Linked DNA regions of Pan troglodytes: region 2 is linked to region 1. Evidence: chromatin contacts called from public Hi-C data. All regions are on one chromosome and are shown on one strand. The core of a region is the stretch at or near the end of the contact, and the rest is flanking DNA. Distances in the headings are between cores, read along the strand shown.

What was found. Hi-C and Micro-C count contacts between places; a contact is called where the count stands out from the background.
Region 2: a Hi-C map of stem cell-derived neural progenitor cells shows a contact between it and region 1, with 5 times the contacts expected there. The contact joins the promoter of LRRC43 here to the enhancer-like site in region 1. A contact is called at or near these places in 3 of 7 Hi-C or Micro-C datasets (blood, induced pluripotent stem cells and stem cell-derived neural progenitor cells).

Annotation. Positions count from the first base shown.
Region 1 is chr10:128,888,830-128,892,204 of NHGRI_mPanTro3-v2.0_pri, reverse strand. It overlaps BCL7A (BAF chromatin remodeling complex subunit BCL7A), which reads right to left. Exons shown (of 6, transcript XM_016924434.4): 5 at 1,270-1,391. Among named protein-coding and RNA genes, the nearest start is that of MLXIP, 24 kb to the left of the region's middle. Within about 2 kb of position 1,689, at least 5 of the 24 cell types and tissues checked have an H3K27ac peak or open chromatin away from gene starts, as enhancers often do. A contact at or near this core is called in stem cell-derived neural progenitor cells, where this site is marked.
Region 2 is chr10:129,016,797-129,020,171 of NHGRI_mPanTro3-v2.0_pri, reverse strand. It overlaps LRRC43 (leucine rich repeat containing 43), which reads right to left and starts at 1,543. Exons shown (of 12, transcript XR_010148167.1): 1 at 1,347-1,543; 2 at 1-115.

The DNA.
Region 1 (3,375 bases), core at 440-2,939:
AACTTTGGTCTTAATATAAATCACCAGGCTTTGGTTTCTACTGTTTTTAACCAGATGGGCTCATGCTACGCCTGCGGATCTGCAGCTTGCTTTTCTCACTGCACGCCGCAAGAATGTTTATCAGAACCTGGAAGGCACAACCATGCTCTTCTAGACGGCTGTGCCCTAGTCTGTCTCAGACAAGACCCCAGATTTCCCTAAGCAGTCCCTTAGAGCTAGGGCATGTGGAGGGGGTTCCACGGGGTGAGTTTCTGGAAAGGGACCTGCCAATCAAAGGGTTTAAAGATTTTGAAGTTGCCAGGCGCAGTGGCTCACGCCTGTAATCCCAGCACGTTGAGAGGCTGAGGGAGTGGATCATTTGAGGTCAGGAATTTGAGACCAGCCTGGCCAACATGGTGAAACCCATCTCTACTAAAAATACAAAAATCAGCCGGGCAGAGTGGTAGGCACCTGTAATCCCACCTACTTGGGAGGCTGAGGCAGGAGAATTGCTTGAATCCAGGAGGTGGAGGTTGGATTGAGCCGGGATCATGCCACTGCACTCCAGCCTGGGTGACAAAGTGAGACTCTGTCTCGAAGGAAAAAAAGTCTAGAGGATTTACAGTGAAAAATCCTAATAGTGGTCATGGCCAATGACACCTCTGCATCTTGTGTCTGCTCCCCAAGTTCTCCCATCGAATCCTCACGGTGGCCCTAAGACAGTTCCGTGATCCCATTTTGGGAGCTGGGATTCAAACTTCGGCCCGACTCTGGGAGGTTTGCTCCTAACCACCGGGCCCCACTGCACCTGTGCTGACTCATTCAGACCAGATTCCAACACAGAGTGATGCCCTGGAGAGGGGCCCATGCAGTGCAAGTGGGGCCAGCAGCACCGCTCCGTCGGAGGCCCCACCACTTAGGTTTCTGAAGTCTTGTCTTCCCAGCTCTAAAGCTCACCGATCTGGGGATCACTGAGATGAGGCAATGCTTGTGTGAACCTGAACAGACAAAACGCAGCAGCCGAGGCTGGGTTCAAGGTCCCTTCATCCTCCTCCGACCCAGAGGCTCCTTGAGGGCAGAGGCCACAAGTCTCATTATCCCTCGGCCCCAGAGCCCAAGGCAGAGCCCAGGACTGTGTTCATGGACATAGCCCAATGGACAAATGACAGTTCCAATGGTCCAACGACAAAACAACAAAACACAATGACGAAACACCTTTCAACGTACCCCCGACAACCCAATGGGCTCCCGGCCGATCTGGCTGCCCCTCTGAGACCTCGAGCGAGGTACCTGAGAGATTGCAGACGTCTCTGCGGCCAGACCCGAGTCTCCAGACGGCTGCCGATCTACTTTCTCTGAGCTGTTCATCGAATGTTCCATCGAGGACTGTGAATTCTGCTCATCAGAAGCATCTGAGGGAAAAGCAAGACGACAGGAGCTGTTTTCAGACACGTGAGAGGCGGGGCCGGTGGGGCCAAATACTAAAAATACCTTGAATCGGGTAGTTTTGGGGCCAGTGGTCTTTGAAGGCTACAATGAGCTGGGGGGCTGGAGGGCTGGGGAGTCTCCTGTTGATTTTTCAGTGGCGCTGTTTCCAGCAGCCAGGTCACACACGGACCCTGGCGTCTGCAACCCTCTCCTGCACACTTAACTGCTGAGGGCCTGGGAGGCGACTGGAGGAGGCTGCAGTCTCTGTGCTGCGTGCACCCAGCACCCCCTGGCGGCCGCAGTGCGCACCAACAATCATGGCTGTCAATTCCTCTCTCCCGCAGCCAAGGTGGCTTCGTCCTAACCTTTTCTAAACATTTCTCTTAATAATATGGGTATTTGGCCGGGCACGGTGGCTCAGGCCTGTAATCCCAGCACTTTGGGAGGCCGAGGCGGGCGGATCACGAGGTCAGGAGATCGAGACCATCCTGGCTAACACGGTGAAACCCCGTCTCTACTAAAAATACAAAAAATTAGCCGGGCGTGGTGCCGGCGGGCGCCTGTAGTCCCAGCTACTCGGGAGGCTGAGGCAGGAGGATGGCGTGAACCCGGGAGGCGGAGGTTGCAGTGAGCCGAGATCGCGCCACTGCACTAAAGCTTGGGTGACAGAGCGAAACTCCGTCTCAAAATAATAACAATAATAAGGGTATTTTTCCGATTGCTAGAGCAATGACTGACCATTGCAGGAAACAGAAAAGTACAGAAAAAATAAAGTTAAAAATCACCTGTCACCACCCAGGGACCACCCCACTAATGTTTTAGAGGATTAATTCCCGTCTTTCCAGTTTTCCCTCCCTCCATGCGTACAAATTTTCTCCTCTTCCCAAATGGGGGTCATATGGTATTTCGGAGGAATTCTTCATGTCTTTAAAGGTTCTTTAAATATCACAGCTTACAAGATGGCCGCACACCATTCCATCAAGGAATCGCCAGTAGAATGAACCCAGTTATTTGGGTGATTTCTCATGCCTGTCTTCCTGCTGCTCCACCCCAAGTTTTCTTTAGCAGAAGGAAGGTGCAGGCTGGATGGGGCGGGGGGGTGGGTGCAGCTTGGGAGGAGGCAGTGGCGGCAGCGGTTTTTCCTAAAGCTTACTGGGCACAGAGCCAGACACTCGTGAAGGGGCAGCAAAAATCCTACCCGAGGCCCGGACACCATGGTACCCTGATGTTAAAAAGCACACACGAAACGAATCCTAGAGAATGCCTGTGCGACCAAGACTTCCCTGCTGGGGTTTCTGAGGCAGAGGAATAACAAAGGGGAAAATAACCCACGCTTAAGTTTAAAAGCAAGCAGGCAAGATGGGAAGAAGAAGAAGATAGTGCAGGGCCTGGGACAGGCTGGGACACAGAGGGCGGGGGAACGGGACAGCAAGACCCTCCTTCCCAGGGAGTCTGAGCAGGGTTGACACTGTTACTCCTCAGACTAGGAGCCCTGGCCGGGCGCGGCGGCTCACACCTATAATCCCACCACTTTGGGAGGCCAAGGCAGGCGGATCACTTGAAGTCAGGAGTTCAAGACCAGCCTGGCCAACATGGTGAAACCCCGTCTCTACTAAAAATACAAAAATTAGCCAGGCGTGGTGGTGCATGCCTGTAATCCCAGTTACTCGGAGGCTGAGGCAGGAGAATCGTTTGAACCCGGGACCACCTCCTGGATTGGGAGCCGAGATCACGCCACTGCACTCCAGCCTGGGCGACAGAGTAAGACTGTCTCAAAAAACGACAACAACAGGCTGGGCACGGTGGCTCACGCCTGTAATCCCAGCACTTTGGGAGGCTAAGGTGGGTGGATCAGCTGAGGTCAGGAGTTTGAGACCAGTCTGGCCAACATGGCAAACCCTCCCCGCTACTAAAAAAAAAATACAAAAATAAGCCAGGCGTGGTGTTGCGCGCCTGTAATCCCAGCTA
Region 2 (3,375 bases), core at 294-2,793, 130 kb before region 1:
GGACCAGGCCCAGCAGGGCCTCCACCGTCTCCTCTCCGGGGCTCACCACATCCTCCTCTCTGGGGACAAGCTCCCTCCAAGTTCGCCAAGTTTGAGGAAGAAAGCGCGACTTATTCTGCAGTGGCAGAGGAGGGGTTTTCTGTAGGTGTGACACAGCCCCCTTAAGGACACCAAACTCTCAAAACAGAACAGATCATAAAACTGGAAGATTAGGGATAGAGTTTAGAAATCTAGAGAGTAGGCCAGGTGCGGTGGCTCATGCCTGTAATCCCAGCACTTTGGGAGGCTGAGGCAGGCGGATCATGAGGTCAAGAGATCGAGGCCATCCTGGCTAACATGGTGAAACCCCGTCTCAACTAAAAATACAAAAAATTAGCCGGGCGTGGTGGCACGCAACCGTAGTCTCAGCTACTCGGGAGGCTGAGGCAGGAGAATCGTTTGAACCCGGGAGGCGGAGGTTGCAGTGAGCCGAGATCACGCCACTGCACTCCAGGCTGGGTGACAGAGCGAGACTCCGTCTCAAAAAAAAAAAAAAAAAAAATCTAGACAGTGAATAATCAATAATTTTGATGGATTATTAGCCATGGATATAACTACAGATGAGGTGAGATACAAAATAATTAAAAGGTGCCATTCCTTTTAAAAAGGCAGGTGGATCACTTGAGGTCAGGAGTTTGAGACCAGCCTGGGCAACATAGTGAAATCCTGTCTCTACTAAAAATACAATAATTAGCCGGGCATGGTGGCGGGTGCCTGTAATCCCCGCTACTTGGGTGGGAGGCGGAGGTTGCAGTAAGTCGACATCGCGTCACTATGCTCCAGCCTGGGCAGTAAGCCTTCCTGGGCCACACCTGGGCGCCCCTCGTGGTTGAAGCCACGGGAGGGAAGGGTCTAGGACTCTGGAGACAGGGAGGCGGGACGGGGGGTAACCCCTTCTCCTGGACTCAAGGTCGCAGGCTTCAGGCTGAGCCACCTCTCACACTGCCTCAGGCTCTTATTAAATGCTCGGAGGCTGGGAAAAGTTGTGGAACTCTTTGCCCAAAACAAAAGCTTTTCACCCCAAAAGGAGCCTGCCCACTGGAAATCTGGGGTGTTGGCGTCTTCAAGTCAGGGAGAGGCCCCAGCCCAGGTCAGCTGATGTGCTCAGGACGGGCCCCGCTCTCCTCCCCGCGCAGTGCCCGCGACTCGGGCCTCACCGTCACCCTCAAGCCCCACCCGCCCCCATGTCGGTGGCCCCCCACATGCGCAGATCCCAGGCCCCAGGGACCAGCCCGCTCCGCTCGCCCGGGCCCGTGCCTCCCCGCAGCCGGTCCAGGCCCCCAGAGTTCTGGCCCCGGCGCCCGCACCCAGCTGCCGGCACCGCACGGGAACTCCCGCAGACACAGCTTCCGCAAGTGCTCGCGCACGGCCGCGCTCACGGTCCCGGTCCCGGGCCGCTGAGTCCCAGGCCCGGCCTCAGACTCGGACTCGGACTCGGACTCGTAGGACGCCTCCATGGCCCGGGCCGCGTTGCCCGGCAACCGCCAGGACGCGTGCGCGGGGGCAGGGGCCTCTCCAGGCGCGCTCACCTGCCCCGAGGAAAAAGTCCCCCGTCCGGATCAGACAGCCTGGCCCCAACCACCTGCGTTTTCTCTTCTGCCCTCATCTATAAAAATGGGATAACAGCTGGTGGTTCTAAGTGCGGCAGCTCCCGCAGGCAGTAAGCGCCATAGCTGACCTGTTTCTTAGCTCCTGTCAAGCACTCCCCACGGAAAGTCATCCTATACCCATCTGACAGATGGAGAAAGGAGAAGAGGGCCCAAGGTCAAACATCTCGACTCCAACCAGCCAATGGGTTCCAGGGTGGTCTCTCTAACCCTGGAGTCAGGGGTTTTATCACTGTCCACCTGTATAACTGTTTAATCACCCAGACCTCATTTTTAAAATTTTTTATTTATTTTATTTTATTGAGACAGAGTCTCGCTCTGTCGCCCAGGCTGGAGTCCAGTGGCGAGATCTCAGCTCACCGCAATCTCCGTGTCCCGGGTTCAAGCGACTCTCCTGCCTCAGCCTCCCGAGTAGCTGGGATTACAGGCGCGCATGAGCACTTCCGGCTTTTTTTTTTTTTTGAGACCGAGTTTCACTCTTGTTGTCCAGGCTGGAGTGCAATGGCGCGATCTCGGCTCACTGCAACCTCCACCTCCCAGGTTCAACCGATTCTCCTGCCTCAGCCTCCCGAGTAGCTGGGATTACAACCGCCTGCCACAACGCCCCGCTAATGTGTATTTTTAGTAGAGACGGGGTTTCACCATGTTGGCCAGGCTGGTCTCGAACTCCTGACCTCAGGTGATCCACCCACCTCGGTTTCCCAAAGTGCTGGGATTACATACGTGAGCCACCGCACCCAGCCTAATTTTTTGTATTTTAGTAGAGATGGAGTTTCACCATGTTGCCCAGGTTGGTCTCAAACTCCTGGGCTCAGGCAATCCACTGGCCTCAGCCTCCCAAAGTGTTGGGATTACAGGCGTGAGCCATCACACCCAGCCATGAAGCTTCTTTTATAAGGACATTGATCCCATTCCTGAGGAGCCCCCAAACTTAATCACTTCCCAAAGGGCCCCACGTTTTAATACTATCACACTGAGCATCAGGTTCTGACAAATGAATTTTGGAGGAACACATTAACATCTCTCATTCTTTTTGACTATACGATATCGGGACAACTTTACTGTTATTAGAAAAATTAGGCTGGGCGCGATGGCTCACCCCTGTAAACCCAGCACTTTGGGAGGCTTAGGTGGGTGGATCACCTGAGGTCAGGAGTTCGAGACCAGCCTGATCAACATGGCGAAACCCCGTCTCTACTAAAAATACAAAAATTAGCCAGGCGTGGTGACACATGCCTATAGTCCCAGCTACTTCGGAGGCTGAGGCAGGAGAATCGCTTGAACCCAGGAGGCGGAGGTTGCAGTGAGCCGAGATCACATCACTGCACTCCAGCCTGGGCAACAGAGTGAGACTGTCTCAAAAAAAAAAAAAATTATCCAAAACTGGGAGTTAAGGCAAAAAGATGACCATATGTCCTTTCTTTTCCTTTTTTTTTTTTTTGAGACGGAATCTCCCTCTGCCGTCCAGGCTGGAGTGCAGTGGCACCATCTCGGCTCACTGCAAGCTCTGCCTCCTGGGTTCACACCATTCTCCTGCCTCAGCCTCCCAAGTAGCCGGGACTACAGGCGCCCGCCACCACGCCCCGGCTAATTTTTTGTATTTTTAGTAGAGATGGGGTTTCACCATGTTAGTCAGGATGGTCTCGATCTCCTGACCTCGTCATCCGCCCGCCTCAGCCTCTCAAAGTGCTGGGATTACAGGCATGAGCCACCGGGCCCAGCCAACCAT